Regions from separate parts of the Mus musculus genome. Here regions 2, 3, 4, 5 and 6 are each linked to region 1. The links are chromatin contacts, called in public ChIA-PET, HiChIP or PLAC-seq and promoter capture Hi-C maps. All regions are on one chromosome and are shown on one strand. The core of a region is the stretch at or near the end of the contact, and the rest is flanking DNA. Distances in the headings are between cores, read along the strand shown.

Region 1 (4,093 bases), core at 589-3,088:
GTGCACACATATGAACAGCCCCACCCCCAAAATCCACACATAATTAAAAAAAAAAAAAGGCTTGGGCTGGGCATGGTGATACATGCATTTAATCTCATAACTCAGGAGGCAGAGCTGGGCAGATCTCTTGAGTTAGGCCAGCCTTGTCTAGACAGGAGTTCCCAGAGCCCAAAGTCTTCTACGGACTGGTTTGTTTCTAGGTGCCTTTCTAAGCCCCATTGCCTGTTTTTTTTTTGTTTTTGTTTTTTTGAGATAGGGTTTCTCTCTGTACCCTTGGCTGTTCTGGAACAGCCTCCTCTGCCTCCTGGTTGCTGGGATTAACCATTACCTGGTTCCCATCCCCCCCTCTCGCTTTTTAGCTTGACCTGGATAATGTTACATGTGTTCTCAAAGGTAGCCTTTTGGGATAATATGGGAAAAGCTCCCAAATGGGGAGCCAGGAATCATTTGAGAAGCCTTTGCACTAGAATGGAGAAGCCATAACTTGGGTCTGTGGAATTTAGGTGTTGGAGACTGATTTGTGCATGTTTGGTATATGTTCTACCACTGGGCCACATATGGCCTTTGGAAATGTAGCTTAGCTCAGCAAAAACATCCCAGAGAGTAAACACAAATACAAATTGTTTTTTCAAAAATTGTGTATACAAAGTCAGGAGCTAGATAATGTAGCTGGAAAAGATACCTCAGCTCTGCTCCAGGTCCATCACCAAGTAGGGATGTATTTCCTTCAAGGCCTGGAGGAGGGAGTCCTTGCAGGTCAGGTTCCAGGATGGAACAAAGCTGAAGAGCTTCCTCATCTTGTCTTGGCTGGTGGTCTCTGCACGAACTGCCTGGTACTGTCCTTCAGTCAGCACACTGCCATGCAAAGCATCCAGCACTCCGTCCACTTCTGTGACCCTGGCAATGAGTGCTTGCCTGTGCTGGTCCACAAAGTGTCCTGAGGGTGGAAGTGAAAGCAGTGTTTAAAACTGCTTCAAAATTTACTAACGCAGTTTTAGGGGTTGGAGAATCAAGGAAAGCCACCCACCATGACTACATAGGCAAAGATAGGCTGTGCAAGGGTGTGGTAGGGTGGGGAGGCCTCACCTGTTCTGGCTGTACTCTGAGCAGGGACACTGGCTGCAGCTGCCACAGCTCCAGACTCTGCAAAGAAATGCCAGGTGGATCTTTATCAACAGACTTTCAGGGGTTCACTCCCACTCCACCCACGGTGCTAAGTTCAAGGCTACAAAGGGAAGATTTTTTTTTTTTTTTTTTTTTTGGCTATGGCAGGAGGAACAGTTAAGCGCCAAAGAGGCAAGCCTCTGCTGGTGTGCAGGAAGTTGAGGGTAGACGAACAAGGGGACACACTCACCTTCTTTAGTCGTTTGCAGCTGCTCAGCCAGCTCCTGTAAGCCCATGTCTCTAAGCACAGTCATTGTGAGCTCCAAGCCATACGACTCCAGATAGTAGCTGACAAGTTTGTCAGTGAGATCTATGGCGTCCATCTGCAGCAGGGCCCCGCGTGGGATGCGCCCATAGCCTTCTCGCAGTTGCACTGTCAGCAGCTTCATCTTGAACTTTTTGAGTTCATCCCCTGACAAGTTTTCAAGAGCGTCCAGGATGGCATCTCGTGCCCGCCCCATGGCTCTGGGGTGGGCAGCCGCGGTCACCTTTTACTCTTGCTGCTGCTCGCCTGCTGCAGCCTGCCTGCTGCCAGCCCGCCAAGACCAGGAAGTCAGCTGCTTAGGCCGATGGGCATGCTGGGACTCCCCCACCCTCTTTTCTTACAGCTCCTGTTCTTTCCCCAGCAAACTAGTTTTGGTTTCCGCCCCTAAGACTTTCAGACTTGGCTTTTTGGCTAGGCTGAAGAAACTAGGTGGAGGTGGGTTGGTGGAGGAAGTGGGGTGGGGACAGAGGGTGGAGCTAAGTTGTTACTCTGGCAGGTCCGGAGATGCTGAGAGACTCAATAGAGCTTACTTGCAAACCAGCTGTTGCTGAAAAGCAACCTGTTTCTGTTGAGTTTCTTGGAGCATAGAGGTTTAGAATCTTGGAAATCTAGACGCCCCAAATTTTGTTTCCCCAGATCTTAGGATCCACTCACATGCCATTGAATATTAGAATTTTAACAGCTAGAACACTAAGCCCCTTGAATTCCACAGATTTGGACAAAATGAAGTGCGAAAGAGAGTGACTATGTCTTCACCTTAGTTTCTTTCAGCTAAAAGTTTTTGTCACTCCCATCTCTCAGCCTCACATCTGCTAGAAGGTGGGGGACCTGGGCTCATGATGGGTTGGGTTGGAAGGGCTAAGGCTTCTTGAAACCTTACCAAATGCCCCAGCTATTAAATATTTTGTAGTGTGATGACAACTGGAGTGTAGAGACCTGAGTAGACAGCTAGCTACCCCCTTACTCCTGGGCTGGTTAGGATGACCTTGGAGCCTGCTCTGTACCCAGAATTCCTAACTGGCTTTAAACATGGCTGGGGGTCTACTGGTCCATCCCAGTTTTGATCTAGTCAGTCTTGTTTTATACCACACTGCCAGTTTACCCTTATCTTCAAGCTCAGTTCCTCTGGAGTTGCTTTTTCAATTCTTTGCACATGCTGTTCCCTAAACCTTGAAATTGCTTCTCTCTCAGACAAATGCTTGGCTCCTCAACCCTCAGGTTAAATGTTACTTCCTCCGAGAGTCCAGTCTTAAGAGTCCTCCATCTACCCATCTAGATCATATTGCTGCTAGTGAACAAAGCTACTTTTTTGTAGCTCTTGTGCTTTTGTGGGGGAGGGGAGGCTAGGGAGGTTGTTATAATGCCCAGCATGTGCCAAGGGCCCGCTACCTAGTCACCACTTAATGCTTTGCCTATTTATTTACTTTAGATAACCTTGTTGTGTAAGCTAGGCTAGTCTTGAACTCCTGATCCTTTTTGCTCAGCCCCCTGACTGGTTGGAATTGGAATAGCAGGTGTATTCTACCACATCTGGCTTAAGGAGCCTCCCTCCTCTATACAGGATGCCATTCTGTAGCCCTGGCTGTCCTGGAACTCGAGATCCACGTGTCTGCATCGCAAGTGCTTGGATCAAGGTGTGTGCCACTAGGACCAGCAGAGTTTTAACTCTTGACACTTTACAACTATGGATTAAGTTTGCAGGGTGACAGAGTGTCCATCCTTGTGGCATGGTATACCAGCAGCAATTGTGGTGAGATAGCCAGTGTACCTTGACTCATGGCTTATGGTTCCTCATTGATCCCTCCATAATTTTCAGATCATTATGGCCATATATGCATCTTACAGCCTACACAAAGGATGTTGTCCCTTTCCTACTCCTATGAGTCCCCAGATTCCTCAGAGTCAAATGTCATTACTAAGTAATTTTCAACTCTTCTTTAGGCTGGGATCCTCCATAAGTGTCACTTACATGCTTTTTGACAGTCCTTTTAATGGGAAAGATAGCCATGTACAAAAGGGACGATGGACTCAAGAGCACCTTGGTCTGATAACTTATCAGCTTAGCTTCTGTCTTTTTAAAAATAACTGGTCAAACCTAGGGCCTCGTGCATTTATTTGTTTCATTTCTGTTCCCAACATGACTTTCCCTGCTATTTTACCCTCTGTTTTCTCCCCATGATGTTCTTCCATGTCTCTGCCACAGTTTTTATAATATGATGTGTCTACTTTTTCTAGAGTCTGAGAACTTAAGAGCAGAAACCAGATCTGGACCATCTCTGGCCAATACCCAGCATAGGGCTTGTCACTGACTTAGCCTTGAGGGGCCTTCATAGAATGACAAAAGTCCTAATCCTAGAATCGTAGAAATATACGAGAGACAGAGGCAGGAGGTTTTGCCCCATGCACAAAACTGAGGCGAGGTGCAAGAGTCTGATTTGCAAAGAATGATACCCCAGATTCAGATAGTATGCAATAGCAAAGAGCTTTTGTTCCGCTGAGATCCAGCTTGCAGGCTCTGCCATACGACAGCATGGAAGATGGAGGCGTAGGGTAGGCTTTGCAGTTTTAAAGCCTGTTAGGGCAGGAGTGGGTGCCTTTTACCTTTCTTTCCCTTGGTTGGTTGCCTTTGTGATTCTCTAAGGCTCTGGGGGATTTGGGGCACTT
Region 2 (4,093 bases), core at 594-3,093, 750 kb after region 1:
AAACATTCCAAAATATTTATAAAATATTGATAATCAAATGCAATTTTCCCCGAACTCCCTACAGCAGGACCGTGGTAGTGGGATATTTCTCATAAATGGAGATTCTGGCTGGGTAAGGTGGCACACGCAACACTCCAAAGGATGAGGCAGGAGGATTTCCATGAGCGCCAAGCCAGCCAGCTAGGGCTAGGGACCTGCCTCAAACTAAAGGGTAAGGAATTCTGGTATCGGTCATTGGAACTTAACCCTTTAAGTCCCAAACCTTTAACTACGGAGAGATTTTTTTTCCCCTAAAAATTTATCTACACATTTGCACTTTCACCCAGTACAGAACTGAACCCTGGCTTGACATTTGGGAATCATTGTTAGTCTCGACATGCCAGTTGTTGGGTCCAATATTTTGAACTTCAATTACTAGCACTTAGCGAAGGGCTCTGCCTTCCAAATGACAGAATCACAGGTAGCAGCTTACACACACCCTTTGATAACCACCCTAGATGGCTAGGTTTGAATCTGCCTCTTTCCACCTGCACTGTACTCAGACCATTCATCAGGCCAGGCACACATTCTACTACTGAGCTATAATACCCCAAGCCCGTGGTTTACTCTTTCGCGGGCTTGCACACCCCTGCCCCTGTTGAAGACACTGTGTGTTCACTGGCTATATAATCGTCATGTCTACCCAGCCCTTCTATCTGCCGGCTTTAGTTTCACCCTGGGAAACTACCTGATTAGTTAGAATTCTAGGTAAAATGAATCCGATCCGGTGGGAGCGTTACTACAGAAAACACATTCCACGGAGACCGGTGGCACAGGCCAGTCATTAAACGCACCGAAATCTGGGATGCGCGTGGGAATCGGAGGTCTGGTTAACCAAAAAAAGCAACGATGACAATTACACCTAGAATTTACTCAGCTTGCCTACAGCACTCTCGGCTCCCGTTCTGTGGCAACTCATCTAAGTAGTTGAGTATTTCTAGCTAGCCCTGGTACGGGAACAGGTAACAGAGCAGACGGGTTCTAATGTCAACAGGGCAGGAAGAATAATTTAAAAAAAAAAAAAAAAAAAAAAGAAGAAGCATTCTCCCGGATGTCAAGGGAAACAGAGAGAACTTCTGAGCGAAGGCTCGAGCACTCCCTTACACACCCCGGAAGTTTTGAAATATCCCGCAGGCTCCCACAGGCAGTGGCTTCTCTCCGCGGCCGCTCTAAGGGCCCTCCGTGGGCAAGGGGACCTCTCCGTGTCTGCAGCACCCGGGCTACGTAGGCCACCGGCCCGGAGCCAGGCCGTCAATCACAGCTAGCGCTCGGAGCCGCGGCCCCGCCGCCAGCGAGCCGCGGCCGGGCAGCGGGCAGGTGACGGGAGGCGGCGGCGGCGCCAGCGCCGGCGGCCGGAGACGGCTGCTTCTGCTCGGCTTCCAGGCCCGGGGCCACGCGAGCCCTCGGCAGTGATTCCCCCGGCCCGTCGTCCGGAGTGCGGCCGCGCGGCGGGCCTGGTCCCGCAAACTCCGCTCCCCTCCCGGCCCTGCTCGCCACGCGCCACTCACCGAAGAAGCCTTGCACGATCCCGAGCGGGTGGCTCAGCCAATCTTCTCCACAGGGCATGGCGCTGAGGGCCGGGGCCAGCGCGGCCCGTGCGGCGGGCGCTCCTCTGCGGGCCGAGCGCGCTCGGAGCCCGGCTTCTCGGGGGCTCGGCCGCTCCTCGTCCGCGCCCTCCCACGCGCGGGGGCGTCGCGAGCCACGGGCCTCCGCGCGTCTCAAGGAGAGGTGGCTGCGGTGACGGGCACGAGCGCCTCGGAGCTGCTGGCCAGCGGCCGGAGGGGTGGGGGGGAGACCGTCCTAGCCTCCACTTCTCACAATGGCGGGAAATCGCGGCCACCGACCGCGCTGCCAGCGACCTGGGTGGAGCTCGAGGAGGAGGGGCGGCGGGAGCGTGCTGCGCACTCCCGGAGGGGAGGGAGTGGGCGGGGCGGACGGCCATTTTGGAGACGGAGACAGGTCGGGCAATCCCGGGGCCGCCATCTTGGAGATGGGCAGAGGAGCGCGTCTGTGCTTGGTATAGTGGTCCCTGTGTGCGCGCCTGGTGGCAAACTCCATCAGGGTGCTTCATTGGCTCAAAGTTTGAGTCCTTGCACCTGGACCAAAAAGACGCACGTTCTGCCAACTTCAAGAGTCATCTCTAAGCAAAATTAAAGGTTGAAATTCTATTTGGTGTCTGATCATCTGATCCCCTTGTGCCTCTTGTTTCTGGTGGTAGAACTCTTCTAAGGTGCCCTGCCCAAAGTCCTGTATAAGATTTGCCCCCAGCTCAGTGAGTTCTTCCTGAACGATTTAATCAAGGAGGTTGTGTAGCCTTTGTGGGCATCTCAATATGGCCAAGGAACTGGCAAGTGCTCAGAACTCTCTCCTAGCCCAGCCTTTAGCTTCTAACCTCAAAACACCCAAATGATCTCTGCTTCCAACCTGGCAACTAGGGAGCTATGACAAGATTCCTATACAGCATACAGATCAGAACACTCTTACAGGGCAGACCCTGAAGGGCCTAGAGAATTTAGGAACTGTCAAGTTTTCATAGAGAAGACATTTTCCCTAGAAATGGGATATACCTCAGAAAACCCTGATTTCATCATCTATACCTACTCGGCTGTAAAAAGGTAGTGGTGATCTGAATGTAATCTAGAAAGTATATAGCTGAAGAATAAGAACTTCTTGGTGGCAGAACACTTGCCTGTCATGCAAGCCCTAGCAAGGGATCAAACAGAGAGAGATGGCGACAGATGAACAGAGACAGCTATGACCAAACCCAGAAACCTCTGTAGTTCAGAAGGAAAAGGGAACCAAACCTGCCCTTCTGCCTTTGTTGGTCCCCTGGAGGGAACGTATCCTTAAATCATAGCACTTGGGATATAGTCAAGGAAGGTCAGGAGTTCATAGCCAGCCTTGGCTACACACTGAATTTGAGGCCAGCCTGAGCTACCTATATATGACCCCGTCTCAAAAACAAATAGATAAAAATTAAGAGCTCCACAGTGGTGGCCCATGCCTTTAATCCTATCACTCAGGAGGCAGAAGCAGGAAGATCTCTGAGTTTGATGCCAGTCTGGTCTACACAGCGTGTTCTAGGACAGCCAGGGATACACAGGTTTTCAAGAAACCCTGTCTTGAAAGAAAAATTAAGTTTGTGATCACCCACAAAGAACAATAACTTTGTAGAGAAATGACAGAAGAAAGTAGTTCTTAGTTCCCAAAGGCAACAAGCTGCAGGAAGTCAAAATAGGAGAGATTCATGGTAGACACAGTATATAAGATCTTTCTGCTTCTGGGTTGATAAGGATCGAAAGCTCAGCCAGGCGGTGGTGGCACACAACTTTAATTCCAGCACTTGGGAGGCAGAGGTAGGCAGATTTCTGAGTTCGAGGCCAGCCTGGTCTACAGAGTGAGTTCCAGGACAGCCAGGGATACACAGAGAAACCCTGTCTCAAAAACAAACAAACAAACAAACAAACAACAACAACAAAAACAAAAACAAAAAAACAAACCAACCAACCACCAAACAAAAGGATCGAAAGCTCTTCCAGGTAACTAGCTTCTGTGTTTTCTGGTAGAAAGGGGTGGGAGGATGCCTTGAAACCCTCCTGCCTTTGTACAGACAATGGGAGGGCAAGCGGTTTTCTTATACATGGTTCTGCTCAGTTGCTTTCAGTTCAAGATAATCTTTATGCCAAAGTGGCATGATTTGGAGTGACTCGGGATGAAAGAGGGAACTAGGACTTGGCATTTCAATATGACTTTGTGTCTGACTTTTGTGAGTTGAGAAAACTAACGTGGCTAAGACACTGTAGTTGTCTGAATGAGAATGGCCCTCATAGGCTCAAAGGTTTGAATACTTGATCCCCAGTTGGTAGAACTGTTCAGGAGGGATTAGAAGGTGTGGTCCTGTTGGAGGAGATGTGCCATGGAGGCAGACTTAGCTTCAGAAACCTCCCGCCACTCAGTGTGCACTCTGCCTTCTGTTCTCAGATGATGATGTGAGGTCTCAGCTGTTCCTGTCACCATGCCTTTGCCCTGACATCGGAGACTCTGACCCTATAAA
Region 3 (4,093 bases), core at 530-3,029, 640 kb after region 1:
TTGCTGGGCACTGAACTCAGGACCTTTGGAAGAGTAGTCAGTGCTCTTAACCACTGAGCTGTTTCTCCAGCCCCTCCTGTTTTAGTCTCACAGGGAAATTAAAGATACAAACAAGAAGGCCAAAGCAGGGGGATGGCATACACGAGGAGATCGGTGTAGAAGGAGGAAAGCAGCTACTTTTATAGTTAAATAGAAAATAGCCTATTTCTAGGTAATGGATGCCATTAAATTAAGAGATTAAAAGATCCTGGTAAATTTTAGGCCAGGTGTAGTAGGGCTGCATACTTTTAATTTAATCTCAGTATTTGGAAAGCAGAGGCAGGTGGATCTCTCTGAGTTCAAAGTAGCCTAGGTATATAGTGAGCTCCAGGACAGCAAGGACTACCTAGAGAGAGATCCTGTGTGTGTGTTTTTAAGTTTACCTGCATATATATGTAAATATATGTACATATATATATATATATATTATACCTATATGCAGGAAAATTATATATAAGTAAACTTTAAAGTAAACTTTTAAATATGCTTTTGGCAGAAATCAATGTGACATAACATTTAATAGAAGTAATTTGGTAATGCTTGAGAGCCTTATTTTTTTTTAATGTTGTGACTACTACTTTCATTTCTAGGAATCTATCTTAATGCTATTAAGGATGGAGACAAATAAAATATTTGCATAAAATTCATCATTTATCACAGTATTTTTATAATAGAAAAAATCTTAATTAAAGATTTATGTGAAAAAGTACTTCCTTAAATGGAAAATTATGCCAGGATGTTCTATTTCTTTAAAAAAGATTTTTTATAAGATCTATTTATATTTTATGTGTTAAGTCTTTTGCTTGCATGTATGTTAGTAAGTGTACTCCATGTGCAGTGCCGTGGAGGTCAGAAGAGGGTGTCAGATGCCCTGGAACTGGAGTTCCAGTCATCTTGAGGGTTCTGGGAACTGATCATCCTTTGTAAGAGTCACAAGTGCTCCTAACCGTCGCACCATCGACCTGCACTCAGGTCCTGGCTGTTCTTCACTGGTAGGTTCTGAACAGACCAGGAGATCAGAAAACAGAGAAGATGGGAAAGTTGAGGCCCAGGAGGTCTCATATAAACTTTGTCTTATCTCAGCAAGTTTATTTTATCATACATACATCATATATACGGTTTGCAGGGAAAGGAGACAGAAGAAACTTTCATATGATGGTTGAAGTCAGCTGGATGCTAACCAAGCAATGCTTCACAAAGGGAACACAGGACACTTCATGTGTGTCACAGAACAAGTACGCATGCAGCATCCTTGGCTCTGATAACCATAACGCTTTAGGTCAGTGGTTCTCAACCTGGGGGTCACCACCACTTTGGGATTGACTAATGACCCTTTCATAAGGGTCCCCTTAGAACATCAGAAAACAAATATTTACATTACAGTTCATAATAGTAGCAAGATTACAGTGATGAAGTAGCAATAAAAATAATTTTATGGTTGAGGTCACTACAACATGAACTGTATGAAAGGGTCCCAGTGTTAAGAGGGTTAAGAACCACTTTAGGGGGAAGAGTTGGGTTCTCAGGATCCAAAACTGAAGTTTCCCCAAGACCCAGTCCCCAGGCCTTTTCTATATATCAGGGCTTGAAGAGAGTATAGCAGATCAGCCTGGTTCTCACCACAGCATCTCTCTAGCCCTTGAAAAAGACTTTTAAGAGGAGGTAGTTCTGTGTGGCACTGCAGTTACTATGCAGGCAGAGACCTGAAACGAGACAGACTAGTCTTACCTCAGTGGCCAGTTTCCCCCTCCGTCTCATACTGATACTTTGTAATCACATGCGGCATTTAAAACTTCCTGTTTCAGTGGCTCACTGCGCTGTTTGGGGGGGGGGGGGGAAGGTGAGGTGTTGCAGCAGGTTGCTGGGGTGTACAACCCCAGTCAGATAGGCAGGCCTCTTTGGTTTTGTTTATTTTGAGAAACAGTCTTGCCATTAGAGTAGGGTGGCCTGAAACTCAAGATCCTCTTGCCTTAGCCTGGACAACATCAGAGATTATAGCATGCACTGCTATTCCTAACTCTATTTATTTGTTTTTTAAATTTTTGAGACAGGATCTCAAAATTGTGTAGGCCTGGCTGGCTTGGAATTCACTATGTAGGTCAGGCTGGCCTTGAACTCACAGAGATCTGCCTGCCTCTATGCCCCAAGTGTTGAGATTAAAGATTTGTGCCACTATACCTGTTTTTAATTTAAGTTTTTTGACATTTTCAACTTACGCTTTTGAGGCAGAGTCTTATTATATTTCTTTTGATTGAGGCTCTGACTCCTGTCTTGTGGGCAGTTTGACTGTTATTTTCCTTTTTTTTCCCTCTTATTTTCTTTTTTGGTTTTTCGAGACAGGGTTTCTCTGTATAGCCCTGGCCGTCCTGGAACTTTTTAGTTTTTAAGTAAATTTATTTATTCATTCAACTTTACCTACCAATATTAGCCTCCCTTTCCTCCCAGGACCACCTTCCCGCAGCTCCTCCCCCATTCCTCCCTCCCCTTCATCTTTGCAAAGGGGGAGCCCCCCTCTAGTATCTCACCCCCCCCCCCCCCACACACACACAGCAGATCAAGGAGAATGGGATCCACAGGCAGGCAGGCAGGCAGGCAGGCAGGCAACAGATTCAGGGAGAGATTCCTGTTGTTGGAGAGCCCACATGAAGACCAAGCTGCTCATTGACTACACATATACAGGGGGCCGAGGTCCAACCCATGCTTGCTCTTTGGTTGGTGGTTTGGTCTCTGGGAGCCTCCAAGGGTCCATGTTAGTTGACTCTGTTGGCCCTCCTGTGGAGTCCCTGGCTTCTTTGGGTCCCTCAAGCAACTCTGTTATTTTTCTAAGCATTATTTCTTCACTTGTAAACTGGGTCACCTAATGCCAACCTCATAATGTTGTCAAGATTGGAAATGAGGGTTGGCAAGATGGCTCACTAGGTAAGGGCACTTGCCTCAAAAGCCTGGCAACCTGGGTTTGATCCCCGGAACCCACCTGGAGGAAGGAGAGAACTGACTCCACGAGTTATCCTCTGACCTCCACATGTGCACCTTGGCACATTTGTGTCCCTACTTTGACACATACAAAGCAAGAAATATTAGAAATGATGATATGTATAGGAGGAGCCTTTAAAATGTTTTTAATTCTTGCAATAAAACAATGAAGTTGAGGTGTGCATGTAGGCTGCCCATCATGCATGAAACCCTAGTCTTATAATCCTGGGTTCACCCCTAGCAAGGCAAAATAGCCACAATCAACTGAAGAAATGTATTGGTTGTTTTGTTTTTTGGTGAAAATATAACAGTAAAGATGGAGAAGAAATAACAGTCTCAGTTATGAAGTCTGAGGCTGGAGGATCACCGTGAGTTCACAGCTAGCCATGGCTAATCCTGACTCAAGAAATTAATGCATAGTGAAAAACTATCAAAACTGAAATGAGTTTGAAAACTAAACTATTAGTGTATTGTTACTGTATGAATGACAGATAATATTTCAGTAAAATTAAGTTTATGTGGTAATAATTAAAATGCAATTTTAGCAGAAAATTATATTTTAATTAATTAACCTATTTATTGAGACAGGGTTTCTCTGTCTCTGTGCAACAATCCTGGCTGTCCTGGAGCTCACTTTGTAGATCAGACTGGCCTCGAACTCAGATATGACTGCTTCTGCCTCCTGAGTGCTGTTAAAATTTCATTTATTATTAACACATGTGGAAGTCAGAGGGCAACTTTTGGGGTTGGTCAGTCCTTCCCCCGTTGGTTCTGGGCATTAAACTCTGCTTTCATGTTGAGCACTTCCACACTCTCAGCCATCTTGCTGGCCTGAACCAGCAGAAATATTAATTTTTGGTAATCTTTTTCAGTTGTTGAACTATCAGAAATGTCACATTTATCACTATGTGTGTAGCAATCTTTTGCAACCTTGATTGCAGAAGAGTTAAATTATATCCTTTGTCCTTATACCTGTTTTATATGTAATTTGCTTCTCTTCTGGGTGTCTAGAGTGTTAGTAATTTAAGAAATGTGAAAACAGTGCCACAAATCACTGTAGTCTATTCTGTGGTTCAGATGA
Region 4 (4,093 bases), core at 866-3,365, 600 kb before region 1:
AGGGTCTAGGGATATAGATAACTGACTGAATTTTTTGTCCTTATGGCCTTTAGCTCCTGGTCTATGGACCCACTGGTGCTTTGTCACAGCTGACTTCGTGGGAAAGCGTCTGCCACACTGAGGGCAGGGGTAGGGTCGTTCACCACTGTGGGTCCGCCTGTGGGCTGCCATGTCAGAGCTCTGTCGAAAGCAGCGTCCACAGTCAGGGCATGAATAAGGCTTTTCACCCGTGTGGGTGCGCATGTGACACTGAAGATATGCGGCCCGGGCAAAGGCTCTGCCGCAGTGAGTGCAAGTGAAGGGGGTCACACCGCTGTGTACCACCCGCTGGTGCTCACGGAGCCCAGAGCTCTGGCTGAAGCAGCGTCCACAATCAGCACAACAGTAAGGCTTCTCCCCAGTGTGGACACGGAGATGGGCAATGAGGCCAGAGCGATGCGTGAAAGCTCGGCCACAGTCAGAGCAACAATGAGGCCGTTCCCCTCTGTGTATGGCCCGGTGAGAGCTCAGGGAAGAAGGCCGGCTGAAAGATTTGTTGCAGTCAGGGCAATGGAACGGCTTTTCGCCTGTGTGAGTGTACATGTGCGCCACCAATGTGGACCGCTGGGTAAAACTCTTCCCACAGTCAGGACACTGATGCGGCCGTTCCCCTCGGTGTATGGCTCGATGCATGCTCAGGGAAGAAGCCCGGCCGAAATACTTGTCGCAGTCTGGGCACTGAAATGGCTTTTCACCTGTGTGAGTGTACAGGTGCTCCACCAGTTTGGACTGGTGGGCAAAACTCTTCCCACACACATGGCACCCATGACGCTGGTCTGCTTTTAGGATAGGGTTGTGCACCGCAACAGTGGGGTGCCCCTGCTGAGAGTTCTTGAAAAGCAGCTCCAAGTTGCAAGAAGGGGAAGCAAAGGAGGGGCGTGGCTCCATAGGCCCAGCTTCTGGAGAAAGTATCTTCTTGGTTGCCTTGGTCTCTTCCCTTGGTCTCTTCCCTTCCTTCTCGTGCCTGCAATCTGCTGGGAGACCATGACAAAGCTCAGACTCTGACTCTACTGCCCCTCGATTCCCACAGCCCCACATGGAAACAGGGCACAGGAGGGGAGAGGCCACAGCATCTGAGCATGCGTGGTGCACAGATGTCCAGATGCAGCATAAAGAAAGGTGTCTGTGTGGTCCCCATTCCCAAGTGCAGTGAGCTAAGCACTTGTCAGAGGTGGACAGCAAGAACTGAAGGAGACTCCAGAACGCAGTCACAGAGATGGCAGCAGAGGAGTGGGAACGAGGGGCTACAACCTATACAGCCTAGTGACCCTGTAGATATGAGGTGAGAGCACTGGACAGAACCCTTTTCAGATGAATCCAGGGGCCAGCCATCATGGCTTTGGCCAAGAAACAGAAAAACAGGGAAGAAACTGCCAGGCAGTAAGTGCAGTCACTAGAAGACACCACACAGGCTGGCAACACAGAAGTTTCCCCAGGCAAGTACCCAGTCCTTCACCTGAGTGGACTTCTGTCCTGCACATGGCCACCTCTGGCTCCTGGGCACCGGGTCCCCACACTTCGGACTCTTCCTCCACCCAGCAGATGAGCGCTGGTTTGTCGCCCCCGACTTCTGGAGGGAAAGATAGCAAACCCCACGAGTCAGGTCGACCCACTTGTTACGACCACCCGTACCCAGGGAACTCCGATCCACCGCATGACCCACAGTGTCAAGGGCTACGCGAACCCAGGCGGCCAGGAAGGTTCTCACCCAGAGAGGCCAGGAGACCATAGGTCTCGCGCATCACCTCTCGGTACAGGGTTCTCTGCGCCGGCCGCAGACACCTCCACTCCTCCGGGGAGAAGTACACGGCCACGTCCGCGAAGCTCACAGTCCCAGGCTTAAGGAATGCAGGCCAAGCGGAGGCCCTTTCCGGGGCCATCCGCGGCGCCATGGGGACTCCCCGCACTGTTCCGTGATCTGCCTGGCGTCCCCTGGATCGCCTGCCAGATCCTAGGTTGCCGCGGTGGGGTACCAGGGCTGAGAAAGGACATATATCAGGTCCGTGAGCACCCTAATGTAGGTGAAAATTGAAGATTCCTAGAAGCAGGTACAGATGCAAGACGTGGTGATGAACTCATAGAAATGGTAGCAGTATTTGTGCATAAACGTGTGGGGGCGGGGCGGGGCGGGGCGGGGCGGGGAGTAACAAGAACCTTGATCCCTGGGGTCCCGCCCAAGGTTACGTCACCGGATTTCCTGGGTCATTGTTTTCTAGCCCTCATCCAAAATGGCCAAAGTGTCTACAAGTGCCAATCTAAGACCAAGACTGAAGTGGACGTGCCTATGTGGGCGGGGACTCCAGGACCGCGAGTATCGTGCAGTTGAGGAATGGTACAGATTCTGTGTGTTCACACCACTCTCAAGTTAAGCTAGGTGGAAGCAGTCTGTGAATTTTGGGTTGGGGTAGAATCTGAGAAAACTCATTTCAGAGATAGAAGTTTAAAAATGAAAGCTTTATTTCTGTGCACGCGTATGTAGTGGCCAATTTGGGAGCTGAACAGCATCCCGGAACAGAGCTTATATAACGTTTTCATAGGATGAAAACACAAAGCAAGGGGGACTTGGGTGCACTGTTGCGTTAGTCAGTCTTTCACACAATGGGTTAAGCAAGGAAGTTAACTTTGGTGACTGGACCTCATCAGCGTCACTTTGTTTCAGGTTCCTTGATTTAGCTTTTGCAGCCAGGTCGCATCCTGGACTGGTCTGGAATTTAGAATGATAAGGGAACAATGGAGTGGGCAATCTGCACATTTATGACTTGTGTGCCTTAGTTTAGACAGCAAATAACAGCAACATCCCTCTTTACAGCCTTTACTGGATAACAAACATGAAACACCTAAAGTCACAGGATAGTTGTTAGTTCCAGCCTGGGATCCTGAACCCTGTCAGCAAGATGGAGGTCCAGCAATGGCTGGACTCAGGAATTAACAGGTGTTTGGTGTTTTTCTTCTGGTCAGTGTATTGTGGAGCCCCAGAAAGCCTGTGGCAGGAAGAATATTAATAAGCTAGAAAGTATAGCAGTCTCAGAGGTTGTTTCCACCAGCTTGGTCTACACATCTCAAAGTAGTTGAGAAATACTGTCCTTGACACATGTCTGAGATCATAGAGCTGGTCTTTGATCAGCCAGGACACTCGGAACATTCACGACCTAATCTTCTAAAACTCTACATCTGCCCATCTGGATTTTTTTTCCCCTTCACTTCCAGGAAGGAATTAAAGTTTCTGGGAAGATTGTGAGATTCCCATGAAATATCCAAGAGAGGAATGAGGCCCTACTCACGGTCATATACATCCAGGTTTTCAGTCTGGTTCATTGCTATTTTAATATAAAATACCTACCTATGAAAGGAATCTTGGCTGGGCAGTGGTGGCACACGCCTTTAATCCCAGCACTTGGGAGGCAGAGGCAGGCGGATTTCAGAGTTTGAGGCCAGCCTGGTCTACAGAATGAGTTCCAGGACAGCTAGGGCTACCTAGAAAGCCTGTCTCGAAAAAACAAACAAAAAAAAAAAAAAAAAAGGAAAAAAGAAAGAAAAAAAAGAAAGGAATCTTATCTGTACTCAGCATCATTCACAGCAAATGTTAATTTGCTAAATTTCTTTCTTTCTCACTGGGGAGGCGCTTCAGCCAGACTTCAGGACAAGGGGCTATCTTCCTTTGTCATGCACCCATAATTTTCCCTGCCTTTCTTCTATGTCTTGGTGCAAATACATTGGGTCAAGATCAGGTTTCTGCTCACTGTACTAAACTTAAAGATGGAGCAGGTATGACTTCCCATGGCCCAGAGTGATTTCAGATCTCCCAGCAGATTGTGCCAAGGTCCGAGTGACACAGGGAGCTTCGGCTCTGGGAGGCTGCTGACAGTGAGTGCCCAGGATGCATGCGGTGCACAGCTATGGCAGAGCTTTGGTGGGAGTGCTGCTCTGGGCTGTCAGCTGCTGTCTTCAGAATGTGAAACCCATTGTTCCAAGCCCCTCTGCCTTTTAAAGTTTCAGTCGGATGATCAGATGTTATCTGATGGGCCTGACACCAGCATCCTCAGCGGCTGTGTGT
Region 5 (4,093 bases), core at 606-3,105, 530 kb after region 1:
GATGGTTGGAGTGGATAGAAGGGTTTCCATCCTGGTGGTGGAAGCAGTGTGTGCAAGATACAGTTCAGCAGGGTCAGCTGAAGTATGGACCAGGGAAAATGAGGAATACACCTTTGTGCACCAGACCAAGGAGAGTGGACTTGGTGGGTGCTTGAAAAGGCCTCTCTGGCTGCTATATGGGCAAGAGGTTTAGAGGCAAGCCCAAAGGCTGAAGAACCCATTAGGGTGCTGTGAAGGATCCAGGTGAAAGCGTAAGATGGCTGGGACGGAAGAAAGAGAAGAGTCACAGAGTCAAGAAATACTTAGCAAGATAGGAATGGATGGTAGGAACGAAGGGGCAATTTGAGGACAAAGTGGGGGTGCGGGAGAGATGACTTAAGAGCATTTGCTACTCTTATAGAGGACCAGGTTCAGTTCCCACAAGGAAGCTATAAACATCTATAACTACAGTTTCAGGGCATGCAATACCCTCTTTGGACCTCGGAAGGCATTGCACAAGCCGGCTCATACATATAAAATAAATCTTTATTTATTTTTTTTAAATATTTTTTAAATAGGGCATTGCTAGGCGTAGTAGATGGTAGTGTGCACCTTTAATCTCAATACTTGGGAGGCAGAACTATATAGATAGACCATATCTTTAAAAAAATATCCACAGCCAAGCAGTGGTGACACATGCCCTTGATCCCAGCACTTGGGAGGCAGAGAGATGGATCTCTGTGAGTTCAAGGTCAGCCTGGTCTACATAATTAGCTAGTTCTAGGACAGCCAAAACTACACAAAGATACCTTGTATTGAAAAACAAGCGAAAAAATTCACTTTGTATTCAGTCTTCAATAAACATCAATCTTTATTCCTTTATTGAAGATGGACTCTGGATTTAGCCACGTGCTGGGTGGGTTCAGGTATAAAGAAGCAAAAGACAGACACTGACCAGTGAGTGAATCTAAGTGTCTAGACCTTTCAATGTGACTATCAAATGATAATAAGTCAATATTCCCACATTTGGGCTTATACAGGTGTGTTTGGTGGCACCAGGCAGTACCTGAAGGCTAACTATGTTAATACTTATACTGAGGCTTTGAGACTTCAAAGTCAGTAAGAAGGTCTTTGGAAGTAAAAAAAATCAGCTTGTTGGAAATGTCTGGCAGAGTCCTCTAGTATTTGCCACAGAGTAAAAATCGGAGGGGAAGAGGCCAGAGATGTATCTTTGAAGGTCCCAGGACATTCTCTGAATCTGAGTCAGGAAATTGGCCTCAGTATTGGTTCCAGGTGTTTCTGAAGTCTAGTCACTGTGCGAAAGTGCCTATATAGAAGGCCAAGAGCACAAAGTTGTCACTTTAGTCCTTGCTTCTTCAGTTTTCCAAAGCAGGCAGGTGAGTTTCCACAGCTCTTTCTTTTTGTTGTGACCTCAGATCAGCATTCCAGAATTTCTCAGAAGTCATAAGGCCCTTGAGAAAAAGTTACTAAAAACGTCACTGCAGGACGCCAGCGTCACTGAGTGTGAAGAGAGAGAAAGAACTAGACTTTCCGAGTTTAAAGATGATTTAGTCCTTACACAAAGGTGGGGCCCCAGGTGTCGGCCCTTGGACTGCTAACCCCGGGACACCCCCACGCGGCACGAAAGAGTGGTGGGGAGTCCGGAGACAGAAACCAGCCAGAGAGCACAAGGACACCGGTGCGTGTCAACCTGGCGCGAGGCGCACAGGCCCCAGGACACACACAGGACAGGGATAGGGAGGGACAGCCTGGGTAGTCTAGGAGAAGGAGGGGCGGGTGACAAATCCCCGCCTCCGATCCCTCCCAAGGTCCCGCCCCGCCGCGATTATAGCCTATGACTCAGGGCGGAGCTCCGCATCCAACCCACGGCGGCCGCCAAGTTCTCTGGATGGGACCAGAAGTTTCTAGCCGGCCAGTTGCTGCCTTCTCTTTATCTCCTCCTTCCCCTTTGGCAGCTAGGAGGCTATTTCCAGACACTTCCACCCCTCTTCGGCCACGTCACCCAGTCCTTTAATTCATAAAGGTGCCCGGCGCCGGCTTCCCGGACACATCGGCTACACAGAGGTGCCCGCACTCCACGACCTCGTGACCCGCGCCCTAGCTCTGCGCCCCGGGCGGACCCTAACCCAGCATGAGCGCCGCCACCCAATCGCCCATGATGCAGATGGCGTCCGGCAACGGAGCCAGCGACCGAGACCCCCTGCCCCCGGGCTGGGAGATCAAAATCGACCCGCAGACCGGCTGGCCCTTCTTCGTGGACCACAACAGCCGCACCACGACGTGGAACGACCCGCGTGTGCCCCCCGAGGGCCCTAAGGTGAGTGGAGCTTGCCGTCCCACCTCGACGGCGAAGGGGCCTGGTCGAGCCAGGGCTATGCGAGTCACCCCACCCCGCGCCCTGCTGCGCAAGGAGAGTCCTTAACCATATCCGCCTCGAACGGGCGTCGGGCCGCAGAGAGCCGCAGGCAGGGTGGCCTTGGACGGTAGCCAGCGGGGTGCGACCCGCGTGGTGACATCGGGTGGTTTTCCACAGCCTCTTGCGAAGGGCGAAGGGCAGTGGTGGCCTGAGCTGCGGTGCGCCGCGTCCCAGGGAAGGGCGACCGGCCTGATGAGCGGCTGAGGCCCAGGCCAGGCCCGGCCGCCGCCTCTCTGTCCCGCGCGTCCCGTGCTGAGACCCTGGGCTCCCTCCGGTGCTGATGGCGCACGGCCAGGATTGAAAGGCTGCTGAGTGGAGTCTCCTGTGGGGATTTCACTTTCAAATTCAGAACTTAGTTGAGGCTTATCTTGAGTTTACTGGATCTTAGGCATAGAGTGACTCAGGAGGCTCGAGTAAATAAGTTATTTTCCCCCATTAAACTTATTATTACTGGTCGAAACTGCTTTCAGTTAGAGAAAATTCTGATACTACCACTATTTTTTTTTAAGATACTCTTTCTGACAGTTCCAAAACTAAAGATCAGACATTGTATCACCATACTTAGCCACTGCCTTAAGACTCACACTGGAGTGAAAGAATGTATTTTTAATGGCGTGATTCCTTGTTGTCCTTTTCAAATACTGGAGTTTTGTTACCAGAAACAGCTGAGGAGTCTGGTGAACACTAGGTGTATGCTTCATTTGCATAGATATTCAGGTTTGTGTACTTCAATCTAAAAAGCAAGAAAAATTGAAAATACAAATTTGGAATGAAGCCCAGCCTGGTTCAGGCCTGTCATCCCAGCACCCAGGAAGCTGTGGCGAGAGGATCTTGAGTTCAAGTCTAGCCAGGGCTATATAATCGGAGTCTATCTCAAAAGTTATTAAGTAATTAAGTTGGAATGAAACTAGCCTGTGTTGCAAAATAAGACCTTGTCTTTTTTTATAAAAAAAAAGAAAAAAAAGATTGAGCTGGGCAGTTGTGGCACACCTCTTTAATCCCAGCACTTGAGAGGCAGAAGCAGGCAGATTTCTGAGTTCAAGGCCAGTCTGGTCTACAGAGTTCCAGGACAGCCAGGGCTACACAGAGAAACCCGATCTCGAAAAACCAATAAAATAAAATAAAAATAAATAAAAATTCGATTGAATTTTGAGTGAAGAACTTAAAAATACAAATTTAGGTAGGATTTTTCTTGTTTGTTTTGTTTTTCTTTTTTTAAAATTAGATATTTTTTTATTTACATTTCAAATTTTATTCCTTTCCTCATTTCCCCTCCGAAAACCCCCCTATCTCATTCCCCCCCTCCCTGCTCATTACCCCACTCACTCCCGCTTCCCTGTCCTGGCATTCCCCTACGCTGGAGCACAGAGCCTTCATAAGACCAAGGGCCTCTCATTGATTTCCCACAAGGCCATCCTCTGCTACATATTGGGCTGGAGCCTTGAGTCCCTCCATGTGTACTCTTTGGTTGGTGGTTTAGTCCCTGGGAGCTCTGGGGGTAGTGGTTGGTTCATATTGTTGTTCCTCCTATGGGGCTGCAAACCCCTTCAGCTCCTTGGGTTGCTTTGCTTTTCAAGACAGGGTTTCTCTGTGTAGTGTTGGCTGACCTGGAACTCACAGAGATCCTCCTGCCTCTGCTTTCTGAGGCATGAGCCACCACCATCCGGCCACGTAGGA
Region 6 (4,093 bases), core at 722-3,221, 510 kb before region 1:
TGAGCTCCATCCCCAGTCCAGAGATGACACTTGAGAGCTGCTTTATGTGGTGCTATGTATACCATGGATACACAACTCTTACATCATAGAATGAAAAGGCCTTGGAACAGGTTAAGGCCTTGAAGATGTTATTTACTCCTCCCAAATGCTGCCATCGCCAACTTAGGACAATCTATCATAGAGAGTCGACCGGCACAAAGTCTGTTAGGGAATTTATCACTATTTTATATCGACAAGAAAACAAGGGTTGTCAAGGAAATGTCCACATTAAAAGAACAGCCAGGGCCAGTGAGATGGCTCCACTGAAAAAGCGCTTGGTACATACATAAGCTTAGTAACCAGAGTTTGATCCCCAAAACCCATGAACATGTTGAAGACTCTACAAAGTTGTCCTCTCGTCTCAACATACATCTAATGGCACTCGCACCCTCACATACATCATGCCCACACACTAATGATACATTAAACAATCAGATCAGAGTGGTACAACCTAAGTGCTGCAGTTGGTGGCACAGTGGCCAGGACCTTCACTCTGGAGCTAGAATCCTGGCAGTTTGTATACAGATACCTTTGGTAAAATGGATCGGAGAGCAAATATTTACCTCGGAACTCATTACCAAGTGAATTAATGTGAGAGAGTACTTCGCACTGGAGTGCAAAGTGTTTATTATTGTTGAGCACAGGAAGGGACGGCCACTGGGAGCTTGGTCTCCGCCCCACCTCTGACTCTCGCGGATCGTGCTTGGGTTTTCTGAGACGCCACGGTAGACAGATCCGCCCAAAGACGGGCAGAAGGCATTAGCGCCATGCGCTTGCGCGAAATACCAACAGGCAAAAAGGCAGCCACTACACACCAGAAAAGCGCACCTAGGACAGCCTAACGCCTACCAGTGGCCTGCTGCCTACCACTCCAGGCACCACCTCCCAGTGCCTCGCACTGTCTCTCAGTAGATGGCCAATAAACAGAGAGCAGGAAGAGGCGGGTGGCCTAAGGAACTGCTCCAAACACCTACTTCGGACCAGTCCAGTCACAAGACCTGGGGAGGGCGGGGCTAACCTGACAACCCAATCCCACATTTGAAGGCTGTTACGTCCGGCACTCCGGCGACTTTGACTCCGCCCTTTGCATTGACGTTTACTTGCCAACCTATAAACGACTGAGCCTCGGAGGGAGGGGGAAGGAGGCGGAGAGAGGAAGGAGGCGTTGGCTGAGGAGGAAGAGGGAGGAGGGGCAGGGAAGTTCTGGTGGAGAAGAGCCGTAGACGCCGAAGAAGACAACAGGAGGATACGGCGGAGTTCCTCACTGTCCAGTGGCCTTTCCGGATCCTTCTAGCTACAAGCCGGTTAGGAACGGAGGAAAGGAGGAAGAGTCTTTTATGTCGGAGGACAGAGAGAGAAGCTCTATCCGTCACCGTTGCCTCACATCCGGGACTTTGGACGGCAGGCTCCGCCCCCTTGCACCTTTCAAGGCTACGGGAGGCGGAGACCTCGTTAAATCTCCTTAAAGGGGTGGGTACCGAACTCGGCCGACTCCAACGCCAGTCTTAAAGGGGACAGCAGAAGCTGACAAACAACTCCTGCTGGAAGAATTGGGGCAAGTGGAGTTTTCCTACCTCCTGCCCCACGCAAGAAGTTCATTAAATTCATCTTAAAGGGGAAGTGACAGCCTGTGAAGGGCTAGAAACTTAGCTACGCTCTCTAAAAAGGGACGACTCGCTGTTTGAAGGCCTCTGGACTCTTTAAAGGGGTGGCCTCTTTCAGCCGGAGGACTTGAGACACTTTTAAAGGGGAAGTCGTGCTTTCCGCCCCTTTTAAAGGGGTGGTCCTTCCTCTTCCTCTGGGAGACTTGCCTCGACCCCTGGCACGGGGCCGCCACCGCACTAGACCAGCCGGACACGGTGGAGTCGTCTTAAAGGGGCCGGGGGCTGGACAATTTGAGGCCTCGCCTTAAAGGGACGGCCGCCCAGTTTTAGTCGTCGCGGCCCCGCCAGCCCTACAGGGGGGGCCTTCAGGCTTGTCGCCCCGGGGGCGGCGCCGGCTCTCTGGGCCTTGGCCTTGGGGCAAGCCAGAGGCCAGCGGATCCTGTTTTAAAGAGGAAGCCGGAGCTCTCCCGTCCCTGTGCAAGCGCCAGCGCCGCGCTCGCGACCCGGGGCCTGTGGACAGGCCGCTTCGGGCCCCGCCGCCTCCGGATGCGGCGCTGAGGGCCGTCACCATGGAGACGGCCGCGGCCCCAGGCCCGGGCTGGGCAGCTGAAGGGGAGCGGCGACGGAGACGCTGCTCGCGGCGAGACCGTGATCGGGAGCAGCGGCGCCGCCGAGGTCCAGGCGGTGACGCGCCCCGGGCCTTGTTGGCCGCCCCGCGAGGCTCTTCATCCTCCTCGTCACCGCCGCCGCCCGCCCGTCCCTGGTCGTCAGCTTCATCTGGAGAGCGGCCTGGGGGCCTACGACGGCGGCGGCCCCGACCCAGGCCTCGACCCCCGAGACCGCGAGCTCGGAAGCGGCCTGCCGGTTCGGGCAGCCGCGGAGAGGAAGAGGACGAGGAGGAAGAGGGGGGCGCAGACGACGGAGAAGCCGAGGAGGAGCCTGAGGAGGAGGAAGAGGAGGAAGACCTGATCGATGGTTTTGCCATCGCTAGCTTTGCCAGCCTTGAGGCCTTGCAGGTGTGCCCTAATGGGATTTGGGGGTCTTTGGGAGGTGGGTCAGAAGGGCAGAGAGAAGGGTATAGCCCTTACAGAGGATGGGGTTGAGGGGGCAGTGGTGACACCCCAAACCAGAGCAACCGGCTCCTCTTGCCGGGTTTCTGCCCCACCCTGGGGTGGGAGGAGGTAGAGCTAGTGTCTGGGGACTACCTAGGTTCCCCTGCTTGAGAGGCACTTGAGTAACTTGGTCACCCTTAGAGAGTTAAGGAGCTTTTCTTTCTCCAACCACATTTCCACCACCTCTTCTACAGAAGGATGCATCTCTTCAGCCCCCAGAACGACTGGAACATCGGCTGAAGCATTCTGGGAAACGGAAGAGGGGGGGCTCCAGTGGGGCCACTGGGGAACCAGGGGACAGCTCAGACCGTGAGCCTGGCCGACCCTCTGGGGATAGGCCCCGTAAATGGCCCAATAAGCGAAGAAGGAAAGAGGTGAGCATGTCCCAGATTCCAGTCCTTCCAATTTGTTCAGTCGGAATATATCATTCCTGTAGACTGACTTCCCACGAGCATCACAACTGCCGATCCCAGCAGTAATCCTAGTGTCTAGGAGCACAGGGGAAGGCAGAACAAATTGGACAGCAGCCCCATCTCCAATCCAGGTCTGAAGGACCTAACTAGAGTCAAACTCACTTGCTTTTGCTTGTGCTATGTATACTACTAACAAGCTGATAATTCAAGAGATACATCAAAGACAGCTGAATTATAAATAAGAGATGTCCTGTCCTTTCCTCTAGCTGGTGGCAGCCTAAGGGGAAAGAAACAGCCAAAAAGCAAGCACCTAGACTAGCTTGAGCAGCTGTGTAAGGCAGTGATCTGGGAGAGATCTAGGCAAAGTGCTACAGAAACCCACATGAGGAAGCCACTCATTCTGTCTGGGGGATGGGCAGAGGGTTGCGGTTAGGGAAAGCCCCCTAGAACGTCTTGGGCCCCAGTGTAGTCAGAAGTTTGCTGAGGAAAGAAGTGAGGAAAAGTTGTTTTGAATACAGTTTTAAGATTTGAGAACCTAGAGTATTAGGAAAATAGTAAGCTGGTTGGTAGCGGAGGTGGAAGTAAACAGAGAAACAAGAGCATGATGGAGAGTAGCTTTTAAGTCCTCTTGAAGGTCTTGCTGGGAGTAGTGGCTTTGTACAGTTGCTTGGTCAGTCAGCCTCCCTTACTTCTGGACTCTGGTCTTTCTCAGGCCTTCTCCCGTCACTCTCTGGAAGCTGGATATATAGTAAGTGTCACCTACCTGTAATGGCCCATCCCTTCCCTGTTGGGTCCCTCTCCTATCCCCTGATGTCTTTCTCTTTATCTTCTCAGTGTGACGCAGAAAGTGATCTGGATGAGAGGGTGAGTGGGGCCAGGAGCTGTTGGGTGGGCACTATTGTGGGGGTTTAAGCAAGCAGCCTGC

Evidence for each region. ChIA-PET counts read pairs in DNA pulled down with a chosen protein or histone mark. HiChIP or PLAC-seq counts read pairs in DNA pulled down with a chosen protein or histone mark. Capture Hi-C pulls out chosen DNA fragments and counts their contacts.
Region 2: an H3K4me3 HiChIP or PLAC-seq map of embryonic forebrain shows a contact between it and region 1, with 2.5 times the contacts expected there. The contact joins the promoter of Mcmbp here to the promoter of Pycard in region 1. A contact is called at or near these places in 4 of 39 promoter capture datasets (cranial neural crest, embryonic stem cells, hippocampal neurons and 1 more) and 4 of 115 datasets of contacts at active chromatin or transcription factors (astrocytes, bone marrow-derived macrophages, embryonic forebrain and 1 more).
Region 3: a contact with region 1 is called in an H3K27ac HiChIP or PLAC-seq map of thymic regulatory T cells, with 4 times the contacts expected there. The contact joins the enhancer-like site here to the promoter of Pycard in region 1. A contact is called at or near these places in 2 of 39 promoter capture datasets (the C10 cell line and embryonic stem cells), 1 of 484 Hi-C or Micro-C datasets (B cells), 3 of 115 datasets of contacts at active chromatin or transcription factors (memory CD8 T cells, pro-B cells and thymic regulatory T cells) and 2 of 9 other capture datasets (adipose tissue and macrophages).
Region 4: a contact with region 1 is called in an H3K27ac HiChIP or PLAC-seq map of microglia, with 8 times the contacts expected there. The contact joins the promoter of E430018J23Rik here to the promoter of Pycard in region 1. A contact is called at or near these places in 1 of 115 datasets of contacts at active chromatin or transcription factors (microglia) and 1 of 9 other capture datasets (liver).
Region 5: a contact with region 1 is called in a promoter capture Hi-C map of pancreatic islet. The contact joins the promoter of Bag3 here to the promoter of Pycard in region 1. A contact is called at or near these places in 1 of 39 promoter capture datasets (hematopoietic stem and progenitor cells), 1 of 484 Hi-C or Micro-C datasets (embryonic stem cells), 2 of 115 datasets of contacts at active chromatin or transcription factors (effector CD8 T cells and kidney) and 1 of 9 other capture datasets (pancreatic islet).
Region 6: an RNA polymerase II ChIA-PET map of effector CD8 T cells shows a contact between it and region 1, with 6 read pairs. The contact joins the promoter of Fbrs here to the promoter of Pycard in region 1. A contact is called at or near these places in 2 of 115 datasets of contacts at active chromatin or transcription factors (effector CD8 T cells and thymic regulatory T cells) and 1 of 9 other capture datasets (pancreatic islet).

Annotation. Positions count from the first base shown.
Region 1 is chr7:127,992,029-127,996,121 of GRCm38.p6, forward strand. It overlaps Pycard (PYD and CARD domain containing), which reads right to left and starts at 1,839. Exons shown (of 3, transcript NM_023258.4): 1 at 1,355-1,839; 2 at 1,087-1,143; 3 at 1-937. The coding sequence starts at 1,625. The coding sequence ends at 684.
Region 2 is chr7:128,738,586-128,742,678 of GRCm38.p6, forward strand. It overlaps Mcmbp (minichromosome maintenance complex binding protein), which reads right to left and starts at 1,844. Exons shown (of 16, transcript NM_145955.3): 1 at 1,548-1,844. The coding sequence starts at 1,605.
Region 3 is chr7:128,631,547-128,635,639 of GRCm38.p6, forward strand. All of the region lies in intron 1 of Inpp5f (inositol polyphosphate-5-phosphatase F), which reads left to right. Among named protein-coding and RNA genes, the nearest start is that of Inpp5f, 22 kb to the left of the region's middle. Within about 2 kb of position 1,780, at least 53 of the 459 cell types and tissues checked have an H3K27ac peak or open chromatin away from gene starts, as enhancers often do. A contact at or near this core is called in B cells, memory CD8 T cells and thymic regulatory T cells, where this site is marked.
Region 4 is chr7:127,391,506-127,395,598 of GRCm38.p6, forward strand. E430018J23Rik (RIKEN cDNA E430018J23 gene) reads right to left here and starts at 2,116. Exons shown (of 3, transcript NM_198011.2): 1 at 1,748-2,116; 2 at 1,496-1,609; 3 at 1-1,010. The coding sequence starts at 1,931. It also overlaps a transcript of Zfp764 not described here.
Region 5 is chr7:128,521,728-128,525,820 of GRCm38.p6, forward strand. Bag3 (BCL2-associated athanogene 3) reads left to right here and starts at 1,856. Exons shown (of 4, transcript NM_013863.5): 1 at 1,856-2,317. The coding sequence starts at 2,132.
Region 6 is chr7:127,476,987-127,481,079 of GRCm38.p6, forward strand. Fbrs (fibrosin) reads left to right here and starts at 1,972. Exons shown (of 18, transcript NM_010183.2): 1 at 1,972-2,659; 2 at 2,950-3,129; 3 at 3,881-3,916; 4 at 4,003-4,032. The coding sequence starts at 2,213.